2 separate regions of the Gossypium arboreum genome follow, and region 1 is linked to region 2. A link is a contact called in public Hi-C data. All regions are on one chromosome and are shown on one strand. The core of a region is the stretch at or near the end of the contact, and the rest is flanking DNA. Distances in the headings are between cores, read along the strand shown. Region 1 holds the start of LOC108487353. Region 2 has its middle 18 kb from the start of LOC128281486.

What was found. A called contact is a pair of places that touch in the nucleus more often than the background predicts.
Region 1: a contact with region 2 is called in a Hi-C map of leaf, with 8 times the contacts expected there. The contact joins the promoter of LOC108487353 here to the enhancer-like site in region 2. A contact is called at or near these places in 2 of 5 Hi-C or Micro-C datasets (both in leaf).

Annotation. Positions count from the first base shown.
Region 1 is chr10:10,026,635-10,030,563 of ASM2569848v2, forward strand. LOC108487353 reads left to right here and starts at 1,618. Exons shown (of 7, transcript XM_017791670.2): 1 at 1,618-2,307; 2 at 2,406-2,722; 3 at 3,228-3,929. The coding sequence starts at 2,040.
Region 2 is chr10:9,987,052-9,991,055 of ASM2569848v2, forward strand. No RefSeq gene overlaps it. Among protein-coding and RNA genes, the nearest start is that of LOC128281486, 18 kb to the right of the region's middle. Within about 2 kb of position 2,705, at least 2 of the 2 cell types and tissues checked have an H3K27ac peak or open chromatin away from gene starts, as enhancers often do. A contact at or near this core is called in leaf, where this site is marked.

The sequences.
Region 1 (3,929 bases), core at 368-2,867, 38 kb after region 2:
TGTCAATTTCGAAAGCGAGTAACTAAAGACAACTACCATGGCGCTAATGTCTTACATTAAGTGTACATAAATTTGATTGGTATAATAACACTTTTAACCCTCAATGTTAACATATTTTGTCAATTTGGCCTAATTCAACCTCAATTTTTACACATTTACATAAATGTTACAAGTTAGATTTGTTAAATCAATACCAAATTAATAGAATGTGTAAACTTTGAGAGCTAAATTTGCTATTATATCAATTAAAATAATGTACAATTGATGAAAAACATTAACGTCGTGATAATCTGTCCGTAATTGCTTACTTTTGAAATTGATAGAGATTAAATTGCTCTGATGTTTCTAGTCAATCTGATGGTCTCACATAGTAATCTCTTATAATGTCATGTGGTAAAAATAATTTTTTATATTTTTTAAATTTATATTTTCCAGCACAATGAGAGGCTAGTATGTGGCACTAGTGAATTAGCTAGTAATGCCATATCAACACAATTTAATTGATGGAATACATATTTGAATAAAAAAAAAAAAAGAGAAGAGAAGAGAGAATTTGGGGACAGGGCAAATCGGTCCAAAGAAAAGTAAAAGACATTGTAAAAAACAAAATAAAAAGGGATGGCAGTGCAGTGGCAGATATGGTGCAAGGCAGAATCAAGTGCTGTCAGATTCAATATCAACCAGTTTATTCTTATTAATCATTATTCGCAGTTTAAGATTACAGTAATTCATTTTAATATAACGACAAAATTAATTTATTATTCTTCAAAACCATACAAATTCACTCAAAACAAACACCCATTTTAACCTTTTATTTTTCATTCACTTCTTCTCCAAGTTATTCAAAACCTTATTGTTAGTATTTATACTAGATATATATATTTATATATATTAAAAACATACCATTTTATTTTATTTTATAATAATAAAACTAGATGAGAATTTAAATTAAATGTGAATAATCCACTTATATTTATGTACTCCTGTAAGTTTGTAAAATTAATATTTTAATAATTTAATTTTCATATTTCATATTTATCCACCTAAATCATATAAAACAAAATCAATATTTTTTTAATTAAATTATTGATAAATTAAAATTGTTTAACAATGTTTAACATAAAATTTTATATATTAATATAAATAATATAATTATATTACTATATTAAATTTAACTTCTTAATTAAATTAATGTTATGAGTCAATTAAATAATTATTTAATTAATAAATATTATTACAAGCTTTTGACCTAAATATTATAAAAAATATTATTTAAATAAAATATGTTTAAAATTACTTACCAAAACAATATAGGATGAAGATTTGAGATCCCAATGTAAGAATTTTTGTCACCTCAAGATTTCAAGTTAGATATAAAAAATAAAAAAATCTAAATTATTGTTTAAAAGATAATATTTTAGTAAATAATTTTGGATACATGTAATTTTGATAAAATAATAATTATTTTTATAATATTTTAGTAAAAAAAAGAGAGCCTATTATTACAAGAATTTTTATATAAAAATATTAAAATCAAGTTTAACCCTAAAATAAATTTACAAACTTGAACCTACTATGCTATAGTCCCTAAAACCATAAATATACCATTTCAGTGTAATAAGCCAGTCTATATATATGAAAAGGAAAAAAAAGAAAAAGGGAAAGAGAGAACAACGAAGGAGAAAGAGAAACGAAAACACAGCGAAAAACAGTGAGACAAAGGATTCAGAAAAACACAGAGAGAGAGAGAGAGAGACAACTCATTACCTTCAAACATAATGCAGGAGTTGCCATCAACCACCACAACCATACTCCTTTTCGGAGTCTGCCATCACTGAACTTCCCTTTCCACCTCTTTTCCATTGTCCGACGGACCGCCGAAATGCCGTCGCATGCGGCGTTTCAATTGGTTTTCTCCAGGATTTCATCTCCAACATAGTTCTGTTTAACAAAAAATAAAGGGGAAAAACTTTCTTTCTTTTCTTTTTGTATTCAAATCTGGAAGAATATATTGTGGCCGTCCGATTCTATTCTCGACAATGGCGATGAAAGCATGGATGGTGGTAGAAAAAGGAAGGAGGATCGTACGGACGGCGATTTTCATGGTGGCTATGTTAGCGTCGCTTATAGGATCGTCTCTGCCGTTGCTGGTGGCGTTAGGCGACATCATGGTCCCTTTCCTTTTACTCTCAAGCTTCACGTGCGTCACCTGCTACAGTTTCAACCAACACTTTCGTCTTTACGCTTTCAAAAACTCCTTAATCGATATCCCTCTCGTTTCCATCCTCAGATCTATCATCATCACTTGTACGATCGCTCTCTTTCATTGTTGACAAGAATATATATATGAAAGGAATCATTATACATTTTCTCATTTTGTTTATGTTTATGTTTATAATTTGCAGGTGTATATTCGATGTGTGATGGCCCAGCATTATCCCATGGACCTTATGCAGGAACGGTTACTTTATGCGCATTTGTTTCGATTATTCTACTTTCAATTAAGGCGTGTGTTTTTACGGTGAATTCTCGAATAGAGGCAGAGGCATCCTCGTCGGCTTATTCGTTGACAAGCCAAAGGCTTCATTGGAAGAAATCGTGGGGAATGCCTGTTTTATTTCTTTCATCAGTAGTTTTCGCACTTGGTCACACTGTAATTGCTTATAGAACAAGTTGCAGAGCAAGGAGAAAGCTTTTGTTTCATCGAGTTGACCCTGAAGCTGTAAGTTTTCGAGCTTCCTTTTATTTTCTTTTATTTTTTTCAATTTCTATTTTGAGTTTTTCATTGTATAAAGTAGCCATTGGGTTTTTCAGTTAGTGTTCTTGTTTCACAGAGCAATTTCTTTTTCTTTTTTTTTTTCTAAAAACAAAAAAGCTTGATTTTACTTGATATAACATAATTATGTTGCGATTAAAAAAAAAATTCTCATTCGTTTCTATTAATTTTGCTTCCTGAATAAAAAAAAAGAAGCAACTTTTGAAGAATAAAATGCGTTTTTACGCTAGTATGAAATGATAATGTTAGAATTGGTTCTGCATTATAGTTGTCTTATTGTTTTTCTAGCAATTATTTAGGTGCAAAAATTTAACTACAAAGTGAAGTAACTAAATGAATACAGAAACAAAATTCAGGCGTTTTAGGAGTTAATTTCTACCTTTCATGGCTTTTGGTTCCTTAGTAGGAATATTGATATTTTATTTTGGATGTAACATTCATGTTATTGCAGGTTCTTTCTTGCAAGAATGTTTTCTCTGGCTTCCAGAAGGTTCCACGGTCTCCCACTCCCTCTGCAGGGAAAACTCCAAAAAGTGATAGTGAAACAAGGCGAAAGCCTTTTGGGCAACCTCATGATGAACGGGAACTCCCTGCTAGATTACTTGCTGACATCGATAGCTTATTCATTGCACTGCAAGGGCTTACCATTCATTACAAGCTTTCCTTTCCTGGTTCACCCCCTAGGTCTTTGTCATCTACTACCTTTCTTGAACCTAAAGTTACTTGCACACCGCAAGTGGCTACCGGAAAGCTAAAGCTTGATAGGCAAGCACTAAGCTTGTCAATAAAAACGCAATCTCACCATCTTCAGAGGAGCTATAGCAATCAATTTCACAGCTCTTCTCTTTATGCTCCACTGTTGGATGGTTCCCCAAATTCTCCTGTTCGTTCTGAAGATATTCCTGTTTTCAGGCTTGACGACTCAGTTGCACAGGTTGAGACAAGTCATTTGAACTCTGGCACTCTACAACAATATATAGAGGCAAGTGGTGAGCTTGGTATCATTTTAGTGCATGGTTTTGGAGGGGGAGTCTTTTCTTGGAGGCATGTAATGGGAGTGCTTGCTCGCCAGGTTGGTTGTTCAGTTGCCGCTTTTGATCGGCCTGGTTGGGGATTGACTTCTAGGCCTAGCCGGAAGGACTGGGAGGGAAAA
Region 2 (4,004 bases), core at 1,455-3,954:
ATCCAAATATTTGTTAAGAATAAAGTTTATTATAAAAATTAAATAAAAGGATATTATCTTTTATTTAATAAAGGTAAATTCATAAATTATCATTATATCATTAGGAAAGTACTTAGTGAATCAAATATGATAATGTAATTTTTTCGAGATTTCAATCAATACCTTATTATATATACCAAAATTGTAAAATAATTTTTCCGGTAATCATATTTTAAAGGATTGCATTCTATTGTAATCATATTATGAAAAATTACCAAACGTTACTTAATATCATTTTTATGTTAGATTTATTTTACTTTTTAAACATGTTAATTCTACATTTTACTTTTGTATATGAGACTCATAAACTCAATACATTTCTTTTATATTAAAGCCAACGGTTTATCCCATTGGGACTTGCACTTGTAACATTTAACGGCAGAAATTGAAGCTAAAACATTTGAATTCAAAAAAGCAACTCTAAGGGCCCCTAAGTACCAGCCAAACCATACCCAACTTCCACGCTAATAAAATCAAAGGGATGGAAATGGAGGCTACAAGTTGATATGAAGGGTCCCTCCCTCCCAACCAGAAAGCCATTCTGAAACCACCGACTGAGGCTGACAGTCCATATTACCAAAATTCCCAGTGCAAACCAGCGATGCTGCTCCATCCACGTTGCTAAAAAGTGGCAGATTGGCAATGACAGCGACGGCTACGGCATTTGGCAAATATCATGGGGGCCTTGATATTTTAAACCGCGATGCCCAATCCACTCACCTCTAAAACACCGCAAACGTCACTCCGGCTGTTTTACTAATTTTGTTGCACTCTCCATCCAACCAATCAATCTTCCCCTCTCTCATCATTAAAAAGGGCATTTGGCCTACCTCTCTGCGCCTGTGCTTTTTGGCTCTTTACACCTTTAAGATTTTGTCATCTCACTTTCATGGACCCCCTCCCCTTCTTTTTCTTTCTTGTGGGATATTTATTCTCATTTTCTCTGCACCTTGGAAGATGGCTTGTTTCAGACACAAGTCTTTTAATTGATATTTTCACCAAGGGTTCTTTTAGGTATGGTCTCCAATATAACATGTAGCACAAAGAAATATTTCTCTTTCGTCCTAATCCATTTCATTTAGGTTGACAAAATCAAAGATGGTGTAGTAAATATCTTAATATTTTATTCTTCTATTCATATCAATTTTAAATTTACAATTTTATCCTCTACTATTATTAAAAATATACTTCACTTAATATCCACAAACATTTTAAAGGGAAGGATAAAAGAACTCAAAACAGTAAAAATTATGGAAAATGTTCAATACACTCTAAATAAAAATTTTAAACTTCACAAGTAATATAAAAAATTGATAAATACCTTGTATGAATATAATAAAATATTTAAAAACGCATATTAATTTTTTAAGGTAACTTAAAATTATTAGGAGTTAAGGATTAGTTATTTTACCTCGAAAACTAGTTTTAAAATTTTGTCCAAACTCAATAGGATAAAAATGCTAAACTCGAAGCTTGGCGCTTGTATTAATTTTTTTTATAAACAAGTTTAAAAAATATAATACATCAAATACACTAAAAATATTAACCAACAAACTGAAAATACATTTAAAAAAGTTTTATACTTAAATAACACTAAGATAGTTGTAACTTAACAAACAAATGTCTTTAAAATAGTAACAAAATCAATAATAAAATAAGAGTTATACAATATCTAAACGATAATAACAAAATAGTAACAATATAATAGCAAATGATAACAAAACAACATCAAAATGATAGTAAAAAACAGTAAAAAAAAATTAGGCAAATTCGAGCCAAGTAAGGTCAGGGCCAAAAAATCTTACCTGAAGTTCGGTCTGTTTAGAAAATGAGTCTTTTTTTGTCCAAACCCATTTTTTAAACTTATATTTTTACTTAGACCCTCACACTTTCTGAATAAATCTTTGAGTTTTAATAAGTGGCCCGACAAATGAAGTTTATTATGCCAAGCCTACTGGTAAGGATATTTGTAATTAAAGGCTCAAGTTACTATTTGACATTAAAAAAGTAGCTTTTATTTAAATTAATTATAAAAATGTATTAATAAAAGTATAATTTTTAAAATAAAATAACGGTTTATAGATAATAATTTGGGCTTAATTTCGGGCCCAAACCAAATTTGAGGAAAATAAATTGTCAACCGTCCCCCCCTCGAAGAAAGGAAAAAAAAAAAACATCATTACAAACTTACTTTTCTTTTTCCTCTTCATCAAACTTTGTGGCTTCAAATAATAAGCTGGTATCTCTTTGTCCTTTTTATTTTAGCATGGTAGTGGTTCCTATTGTTCTTTTTAGCAAGCAGGCTGAATATCTTAGGTTGGGTTCATAGTTCAAAGTCAAAGCAGAGGAAAAGTATCCATATATTAGCCACAATCATTTTTTGAACATTCAGAATTTAGAAACTTATTGGTCACATTATTCTAATTTCTAACCCAAATGGACCACGTTTCTTGAATATATATATATACATTGAAGCCCAACCCTTGATGAGAAATTTAGCCCAATTTCTACCATCATCACTTTTAGATATTTGAACTTATGAGTGATTTAAACAATGTTGGGTAATAAAAACTTCAACCTCAACAAGAAGCATCAAATTAGTACGTTCAACTACTTTGTACCAAACCCAGCCCATTAGACTACTCTTTCCCCAAGTGTACAACAAAAAGCCTCACTTTGCTAGACGCCTACAACCACATTTTTGTGAATGCATAGTAGATTTGGTGATAACAGATAAGAAACGGTCACATAATATACAAATACAATATAAAGGAGAAGAAATTTAAATATAGCACAAATACGACACAATAATACAAATATGATATGAATATATCAAAATTTATATAAATATAATATGGTACGATGAATAATAATATGTGAAAGATGAGGGTAGAGAAATACATGTATTAGAACTTCAACATTATACAATTATTAACCTTTTTATGAATGATGATACATTATTTTCTAAGGTTTCTTCTCAAATTTACACATTGAAATACTAACATTACATTTACATTCTAAATCCACGCCACCAAGCAACACATACCTCTCAACAACCCCATTCCCAAGGACAAAACCTTTCCATCATTTATGCTTTTTCACAAACTTTGCATCACTTCAAATCAACCCCATTAGGAGGGGGAATGGAAACCCTAGAGTGCAAGGTTTTGCTTTTGATGGTGCAAAATGTGTTGGAATTTTCTTTCTAATGGGACTATAAAAATGGGTGAAAACCACGCAACAAAAGATCTTCATAAAGGACAATATAATAAAACAAAATCTTAACCACTGTTCATAGTCAAGCTTTATTGCCTTTGTCAAGAAGCACATATGTCCCATTGAAATTAGAAAATAGATTTCAATATTGATACATAAAGTAAAATTAAATATTAATAATGATAAAATAAGAAAGAAAAATAAAACACAAAGAAATTATATAGAAATTCTTTTAGGGAAAAACTACGGGCAGGGGAGAAGAAAATTGACTAGTGTTAAAAAATCGAATGATATAAGAAAAGTTCCAACTACATCTATTTAAAGACTGAAAAACCTTATTCTAATCAAAGTCAAATAAAAGAAGCGTAGTACTATACAAATTCTACTTATGCAACATATAGCGTAGTTCTACATCTATATACTTCGGCCATCGGCCTTAAGCCCACCACAGATCCCCTAACTTTACCATTATATTATTTCTTTAGCAAGAATTCGGATCACACAACTCTAACATATATTGATAATTTCTTCTTATTCCCAATAAGAGATATTTCATTTTTTTTTCAAAGATTTTCATTTTTCAACCCCCTCTTTTTTATGCTATGATTTTTTATTGAGTTTTTCATAATTTTTAGTACTTTTCATTTTTCAAATGCACCGTTTTGTCATTTTATAAAATAAAAGGGACCTATAACTTAACTAAATAAAACATTGATTGATGGTGGGTATTAATATTTATATAATTTCTA